Linked DNA regions of Zea mays: region 2 is linked to region 1. A link is a contact called in public Hi-C data. All regions are on one chromosome and are shown on one strand. The core of a region is the stretch at or near the end of the contact, and the rest is flanking DNA. Distances in the headings are between cores, read along the strand shown.

Region 1 (4,021 bases), core at 1,484-3,983:
TCCGAGGGCAACATGGCGCTTTCCCCCCTCCTCCTTGCGGAAAGGCGACGCAGGGGCGTATGATAAAAAAGTCGAGTCTATCCCTGACCGTCCTCTCGCCCTGTGCAGAGGCTCGGGGGCTGCTCTCGCAAACCCGGCTCCGGCCAAACCGTTGACAGCATCAACATACCAGCCCGAGAACTTGGGACCCGACCGTGCACCCGGGCTACGGCCAGCTCGCATGAGGGAACGACCAGACCAGCCGAAGCATTGCGCGAGGCATTAAGACCTCGGAGGAGTCAAATCACTCCTCCGAGGCCTCGGGGGCTACACCCGGCGGGGGCGCTCGCGTGCACCCACCGGAACGTAATGCAACCGAGAAAGGCTGGTCCCCTTGCAAAAAAGTGCGACAAAAGCCTCCAAGAGAGTATTAACACTCCCTTCGAGGCTCGGGGGCTACTGTCGGGGACCATAATTAGGGGTACCCTCAAGTCTCCTAATTCTCAGCTGGTAACCCCCATCAGCATAAAGCTGCAAAGGCCTGATGGGTGCGACTAAGTCTAGGATCAGTCCATTCGATGGACTCGATCACGCCTCGCCCGAGCCCAGCCTCGAGCAAGGGCAGCCGACCCCGGAGGATCTCCGTCTCGTCCGAGGCCCCCCTCCAGCGACGAACATACCTCCGGCTCGCCCGAGGCCCAGTCTTCGCCAAGAAGCAACCCCGGCCATATAACCACGCCAACCGACCAAATCGCAGGGGCATTTAATGTAAAGGTGGCCTGACACCTTTATCCTGACGCATGTCCTCCGGTCGACAGAGCCGAAGTGACCACAGTCACTTCGCTGCTCCACTGACCGGCCTGACAAGAGGACAGCGCCGCCTGCGCCGCTCCGACTGCTGTGCCACTCGACAGAGTGAGGCTGACAGGCAGTCAGGCCCGCCCTCAAGCACCATAGGAAACTCCGCTCCGCCCGACCCAGGGCTCGAACTCGGGCTAAGCCCCGGAAGATGGTGAACTCCGCTCCGCCCGACCCAGGGCTCGGACTCGGGCTAAGCCCCGGAAGACGGCGAACTCCGCTCCGCCCGACCCAGGGCTCGGACTGGGGCTCAGCCCCTAAAGACGACGAACTCCGCTTCGCCCGACCCCAGGGCTCGGACTCAGCCCTGGCCTCAGCTGACGGTCTCCGCCTCAGCCGACCCAGGGGCTCGGACTCGACCTCGGCCTCGGAAGACAGACTCGACCTCGACCTCGAAGGAGCCTCCACATCGCCCAAACTAGGGCACGGACCGACCACGTCAATAGGAGGCGCCATCATTACCCTACCCCAAGCTGACTCAGGCTGTGGGAAACAAGACCGACGTCCCATCTGGCTCGCTCCGCCAGATAAGTAATGATGGCGCCCCGCACGCTCCATGATGATGGTGGCTCTCAGCCCCCTTACGGAAGCAGGAGGACGTCAGCAAAGACTTGACAGCCCGACAGCTGTCCCTCCACCAGGCTCCAGCGCTCCTCCGACGGCCACGACACCACACGAACCGGGTGCCAAAACCCCTCCGGCTGCCACGATGGCATGTACTTAGGGCGCTAGCTCTCCTCCGCTAGACACGTTAGCACTCTGCTACACCCCCCATTGTACACCTGGATCCTCTCCTTACGCCTATAAAAGGAAGGACCAGGGCCCTCTTAGAGAGGGTTGGCCGCACGGGAGGACGGGGCGACGCGTAGAGTCCCTCGCTCTCTCCCTACGCGGACGCTTGTAACCCCCTACTGCAAGCGCACCCGACCTGGACGCGGGACGAACACGAAGGCCGCGGGATTTCCACCTCTCTCACGCCGGTCTCCCTCCTTTGTTTCCCCCCCTTCGCGCTCGGCCTCGCGTCGACCCATCTGGGCTGGGGCACGCGGCGACATTTCACTCGTTGGCCTAGGGACCCCCCGTTCTCGAAACGCCGACAAACCTGCAAAAAAACAAGGAAATTAAGCACACAATCACCGGAACCCCAACCGCTAAAAGAAATGAAGAAGACTTGGAGATAAGTATCGAATCTTGGAGCTATGGCCCATACTTGGAGATCTATTGGAACCACGTGTGCGGGCTTGGAAGGGGAGCCAATCTTACACTGGATCTTGGGGAACAAGAATCGAAGAAGTGCTATATATCATGAGAATGGAAAACCCTATGTAAGTACGTACGAGAGGGTGAAGGCCTTACCTCGTGCCGTGGACGACGACTGAGGACAACAAACTGGGGGCTGGACACGGCAGTGGAGGACGGCAAACCAGCAGACATGGACGGCAACGGAGGGCATGGGCGCCTCACGTCTTGCTCATGACCGCGCTGGGGGAAAGATGGTGACGGCGGAGTGGACAACTGCGGAGTAGGTGACGGCGGAGCGGAGTGGACGACGGCGAAGCAAATGGCGGCACGACAGATGGTGACGCACACACGATGGCGGCGGAGGGCACGGCGGGCTCGCGTCGCCTATTCCCTCGTCTGTGGGGAAAGGCGCCCGGGGTCCGGTGTCGGGAGAGAGATTATTCGGGTTATTGGTCGGGTTGAAGGAGAGGTGCCTCGTAAAAGAGTCTTCCAAAGGGACCAAGAAATTTTTCCTAGACTGGGAGGATTTATAGGAAAAATGGCGGATTTACCCCTCATGCGGCGGAGGGCGGAGGCCAATCACGCCACTGCACCGTGCTGGCCGCCAATGTGCTACAGTGTTCCCCGCACAGGATCGGGCAGTGTCGCAGTCAGTCGCATCCGTCATGCATGGGGCTCTCACCCACCTGCAACGGCTGCAATTTTCTACGGCGCCCGCCTGTGAGGCCACGCCAGCGCGGACCCCCCCTATCATGCCATTTTGAGAGCTCCGCCTGCGATTGTGAATTGAATAATGCCGCGACAGCCACGGAGGGTAGCGCGGGGCGCCCTCCACGTCGCCCCTGGTTCTAGGCCTCGCGCGCGGCCGGCCCAAAAAAATTTATTATTCTGCACGCGAAAGCGCCGGCCGGCTCCCAGGGGAAGCGGATTGGGCCGAGTTGGGTTTGACGGCTTGGTATATACGTTTTGTCCCCGTCGCTGCTGCCTAACGTGGCGTCACCGCGGGTGGGAGACGGAACGTGAAAAAAAGGAAATGGATAGCGTCGCATGCTTTGCTCGCATATGATATGAGTTTCCGAAAGAGGAGTGCTGTAGGTATGGTATAGCCGTATAGTATAGGTAAAAAAAACATAGGAAATTTCTGGAATCCCGAGAGTAGAAATATGGCCCCGGCACGTGCAGAGCATCTACGGAGACTAATGGCCCCAGCTGGGCATGTTACCGGCCGCTACCTAGCTAGCTAGTACATTGTTTAATCCTATTCACCAGAAGAATGGCTCGTCATCTTTTGACCACACACTGACACACCACTATATATATATATATATATATATATAGTATATGTATTTAGAGCCCTAGGCTCTATTTAACTATAGGAAGCCCCGACCACGTACCGACCAGGCGCGCGACCGTACCGGACCCTTTTTGGCTTATTGTACCTAATTGCTTACGCCAAAATATAATACGAGTTATGCTGATGTGTGTATCAGTTTATGCAAATATAGTCTGCGCATATTACGTGCATCGGGCCCACGATCCGGCCCACGCCACCACTATAAAAACACCCCCACGCCGCCAGAAATTAGGTTTTAGCGGCGGCGGCGGTTCTCTAGGGCGTGCGAGCGGCGGTGATCCTGGGGGCCAGCAGCGGTGTCACCTCGAGGCAGGCGACCGACGACGGCGCTCCACCAGGAACGAGTGACAACGACGCTCCGAGGCAGGCGAGCAAGCGGTGACGGCGCTCTTGAAGCGGACGGACGACGGCAGCGCACCCTAGGCCCGGTGACAACGACGGTTGTCCCGTCCGTCTCTGCGATGGCCACCGCCACCGCCGCTCCAGCATCTGTGGCGCGACGACGGATCTGGGGACACGCTCGCGACGGCGGATCCCTGAGGCGCGACGGCGGATCTGGGGACACGCTCGCGATGGCGGATTCCTGTG
Region 2 (4,558 bases), core at 1,108-3,607, 75 kb before region 1:
GATCTTGTGCTTTGGCGTCGGACGATTTGAACTCAGGACCTGAAGAGTGCTACTTAGATTACTTAACCAATTCATCCAGAGGCCAAGGACCAAGCATTTGGATGTTGCTACTAATTGTGGCAACTTATCTGGCATGCCAGCGGCAAGCCTCATTATAAAAAGTCTCTAGGAGCTCAAATCTCTAGAAAAAGGTACCAATGTGGAGAAAGACTTCATGAAAGTCTAATATAAAGAGATTATCAAAGGAACACAGATTGAATACATTCATTGATATGGTAAACAAATAATGTGCATACAACCATGAAAGAAAAAAATCTCCCTTTTAGTGGAAACAGTAGTTCTTTTAACAAAATATAGCAATCATACCTGCTTTTTCTGCAACTCGTCATTCAGGTCCTTGAGTTTTGCCACCTCAGCTTCCAGCTCAATTATGTATGCCTACGATGTTAGAACGCATGCGGTCAAGTGTCTGTACACTGGGTTATGATTTTAGACTCTTACCAGTAAATTGAAGCATCATAGCAATTTTCTACTAGCAAGTACAGCAATAAAATAAATTTGAGTTCCAATGGAAAACTAGGGGTCAAAGATTATAGCTTATACAGCAGTACATGTGCACCATGGAATAACTTACAGATGTAAAATACATCAATCATGTCTCTTGTATTTAGCTAAAATTGACTAGAAAGAACACAACACATGTGTTTATGATTGGAATTGTGAACCTCTGTAAGCCCAGGGTGCTACCCCTATCCTCTCAGTGTCTCAGTGAGGTGGTTGAAATGATGAAGTCTGTGAGACTGTAATGTGCAACCACCATCTCCCAAATTAACAAACTTATCCAGTGTCTCAGTCTTTCTGAATCTGAGAGGATCAAGCTGAACCATGGTTCATCATCAGATTCTTCATCTCTTTAGATGAAGATAAGACATAAGAGCATTATACAATGGCAACTTGCTATCTGTATAGGCTACTTAATAACACAGAGCTAAACTGGAAGTGGCAGATCACATCAAGTGAATAAAGTACAACATAATCGAGAGGCATACCAAATATAGTCACCATAGAGTTCCATTTCAGACAAGTTTTTACTATAATTAAACTAAAGGTGCAGTATGATTAACGGACAGCACGCATAGCAGTGCACTGAAAGAAGTAAGGCTCCACCTGCTTCCTCGCGCGCGACCTGGCTGCCGACTCCCTGTTCTTGATCATGCGCCTCTGCCTCCTCTCCACCACCTTCTCGACGGTCGGTCCCTTCCTCACCCTCAGTGCAGTGTCGAAGGGATACGGCACCGGCGACAGCGACGAAAGATCCCCCGCCTCCACCTTCCCCATCCCGTTGAACACGACCGGCGTCGTCGGCACCGCCACCGTCATCCCTCCTCCGAGCCCCTGCCCGACGACCCCGGTCACCACCCCGTTCCCCAGCTGCATGGTCTGCGGCGCGAGCGCGACCGCATTCCCCTGGGAGAAAAGCCCCTGCGCGTGCGGCTGCAGCACGAGGGTCTGCTGCCCCATGTCCTCACGAACCACGCCGGCGCGTACCAGGAAATCCTCCAGAGTCATGGACCCCAGCGTCTGCTGCCGCTGTGCCTGCGCCGGCAGCGGCGCGTGCGCGGGCGTGGGAGCGGGAGCCGCAACCGCCTGCGCGTCCTCCCCGTCGGTGAGGCCCACGATCTCGCGCCAGACCTCGTCGACCGTCTTCTGGCTGAGCGTGCGCGGCAGCGTGAAGGAGCCCTGGCGCTGGATGGGCGCCCCGGCCTGCTGCTGATGCTGCCCATGCGCGTCCATGGATGCGGCCGCCGTGGTCGGGGCGGCCGCGGTCATGGCGTTGGACTCCTCGGCCGTCCAGATGTTGCGCAGCAGCTCGTCCATGTTCATGGAGCCGAAGTCCTTGCTGGCGCCGCCGAGCGCGGTCTGGAACTCGTCGAACGTTAGCGAGTACACCGAGCCCTGCCGCGCCAGCGACGGGGCCCCGCTCCCTCCCGGTGTCTCCATCCCCGCCTACCGCCTTCTCCTCTCGGCTCCCAAATCCCACCGGAATTCAATTCCGCACCACAGACGGATGCAGAGGAAAAGCGGCGGTGAACAGAGCTGGCGACTTTATAGCCGAGCGGCGGCGGTGGCGGCGGCGGCAGAAGCGACAGGAGGGCGCTCCGCTCGCAATGAGCTTGACCGTGACCGTGACTAGTTGCGTCTGGCGTGCTACAGTATACCACAATAGCGAGAGGAAATCCAGTTCAGTGGGACGGGTTAAGAAGGAGAGCGGAGGGGGAACACCGGGGGATGTGGAGCTCGAGCGTTGGTGGGGTGGGGGGGTTGGTGCGGTTTTGAGGGAGACGATCCCGGCGGCGAGGTGCGCGACGGGACAGGTGTCGCCTCGGGGGCAATAAAGTGGTGCTGCGGCAGGCGGCAGCCGCTGCCGTCGGGGGACGACAAGAGGCCCGCAACCGGTCAGAGGATAGTGTGGGCGCCGGAGAGCAAAGTACACAGCCTAGCGCCATAATGCTCGCGCACACGGACCCGTGACCACCACACTGTACACGGGATGAAAACGGCAGCGTTTTTTTGGGGTGCCGGTCGAACACTCCCGCTTGTCAGTGTTCCAACAAGTGACACTTTGACACACTTCTACCTATTTGTGTCGTTTTGAGTCTTGACTGATAAGCGCACCGAAAACATGTGATTTAAGGATTATGAATTTGTTATGTACTCCATCCGTCCTAAAATATAATTTATTTTAGACTAATAATATGTTTATTAAGTAATATATGAATGTAGTTTTCATGTATGTCTATATTCGTTATAATTTGAATGAATATGGACGAACTTTTTTGATAGAAAGAACTGTATTTTTTAGATATAAGGAATACTAAATTTGGCACCTGAACGACCGGATGGTTTGACCTTGTGGTTCGAACGGTTCGGCATGGCAGGTTCGCGATTATATTAATTTAGGTTGGAATTCTTATCATAGTTATCTTAAGAACCCACATGAAACTGTTAAGATTCATCTAGGAACGGATGCAGACATTTCCCATATATATATATATATAGTTTATGTATTTAGAGCCCTGGGCTCTCTCTAGTTAGATAAAGCCCTAATCATTCAAGACCAGGTAGACCAGGTAAACCAGACGTACCACAAAAAAAACTTTTATGATTAGTTATACAAGCATTTCTTTTGTATTCGTTTTAGAAAAAACGCAGAAATTGATTTATCCCACACCCGCGCCCAGCTATCGGATCCGCCCCACTGCGCCCCCAAATCATCCCAAGCGCTCCAACCACTCGCAACCCTAATCTAATCCGCCGTCTTCCGGATCGGCATCCGCCCTCATCCCCTCACCCTCTTCTCCGCCTTCCAGCCGCAGGAGCCCCACATCCCCTCACGCTCTTCTCCGCCTTCCAGCCGCAGGAGGCTCGCCGCTGATTGAGGATCCCGCGGCCGCCGAAGAGGCCACAACGGGAAAGCAAATCCACGCGCCCGAGCGGCCCTTCAAGGAACCTGCTCGTCTCCCGGCGGCCGGAATGGTCTTCATCTCGTCGTCTACGCGCAAGAGGAGATCTGGATCTGGTTCGTTTGCTTTCATGCATCCTGACGCCTCCTCCCTCCCCTCCCTGAGTCGAATCGCAAACCGACCGCTCCTACAGTATCCCACACCCGGTCCAGTAAATCCACCTTTCTATACCCGGGGATTCACACCATGTCGCCCTCAACCCTATCTCTTTCGACGGCTCCATCCCCACCCCAACCCAATCCATCGCCGCCCGCCGTCGCCCCAACCTCGCATCCACCGTCAACGGAAGATGCAAGCGCGAAGGCATGGTGGTGGACACAGGTGGCCGCGCCGAGAGCAAAGGCGCCAGTCCAGGTGGAGACGAGCCGCTATGGGTCGGAGTGCGGGACCGCTGAGTTGCCCTTGTACGCGTGCGCCCAGTAGTCATCGAACTCGCCCATTTTCATCCTCCCTTTCCCGTTCCCTGGGTGCGCATGTTCCAAGCACAAGAGCACTTAGATTAGCGTCTGTGTGCTCGGTTTCGCACAGAAGGAAGGGGACAGCAGGGGGATGGGCGTGTACCTCGTCGCCAGCGATGGGACGACGAAGACGTGGGCACCTGGTGAGCCTACAGCCCTCAGCTGGTGAACAGAGCGAATCGGCCGCCGTTTCAGCTCGTGCTGTGACACCCCAGTGTCACCTAGGGTTTCTCTTAAAAAGCCAAACCAAGAACCATTATTTTATGTGAACCAAAGTAAGCATGAGCATCAAAATAACTTAAGTAAGAAAGAATTCACCAAGTATATGCTTAAAAGTGTCATGATCAAGACAATTGAGTCTCTTAAAGGATAAGAATGTGCAACCCTAATTAAGAACCCTAAGTGAACCCCATGAACAAAATTCAAGAAAATAAGCAAAAGGGCATGAAAAGTTTAAAATTTTGAGTTGAGCCAATTATATAAGTTGAAGTATATTTGATAAGCAACAAGATAGATTGAGAAAGCTTAGCCAAAATAATTCAAGAAAACCCCCAAATCAAGCTTCTTTTGTTGGGA

The links. Hi-C and Micro-C count contacts between places; a contact is called where the count stands out from the background.
Region 2: a contact with region 1 is called in a Hi-C map of ear, with 4 times the contacts expected there. The contact joins the promoter of LOC100283578 here to the enhancer-like site in region 1. A contact is called at or near these places in 4 of 25 Hi-C or Micro-C datasets (ear, leaf and tassel).

What each region holds. Positions count from the first base shown.
Region 1 is chr6:121,612,278-121,616,298 of Zm-B73-REFERENCE-NAM-5.0, reverse strand. No RefSeq gene overlaps it. Among protein-coding and RNA genes, the nearest start is that of LOC103631351, 50 kb to the left of the region's middle. Within about 2 kb of position 2,733, at least 18 of the 20 cell types and tissues checked have an H3K27ac peak or open chromatin away from gene starts, as enhancers often do. A contact at or near this core is called in ear, leaf and tassel, where this site is marked.
Region 2 is chr6:121,686,229-121,690,786 of Zm-B73-REFERENCE-NAM-5.0, reverse strand. It overlaps LOC100283578, which reads right to left and starts at 2,357. Exons shown (of 4, transcript NM_001371950.1): 1 at 1,168-2,357; 2 at 367-438. The coding sequence starts at 2,001.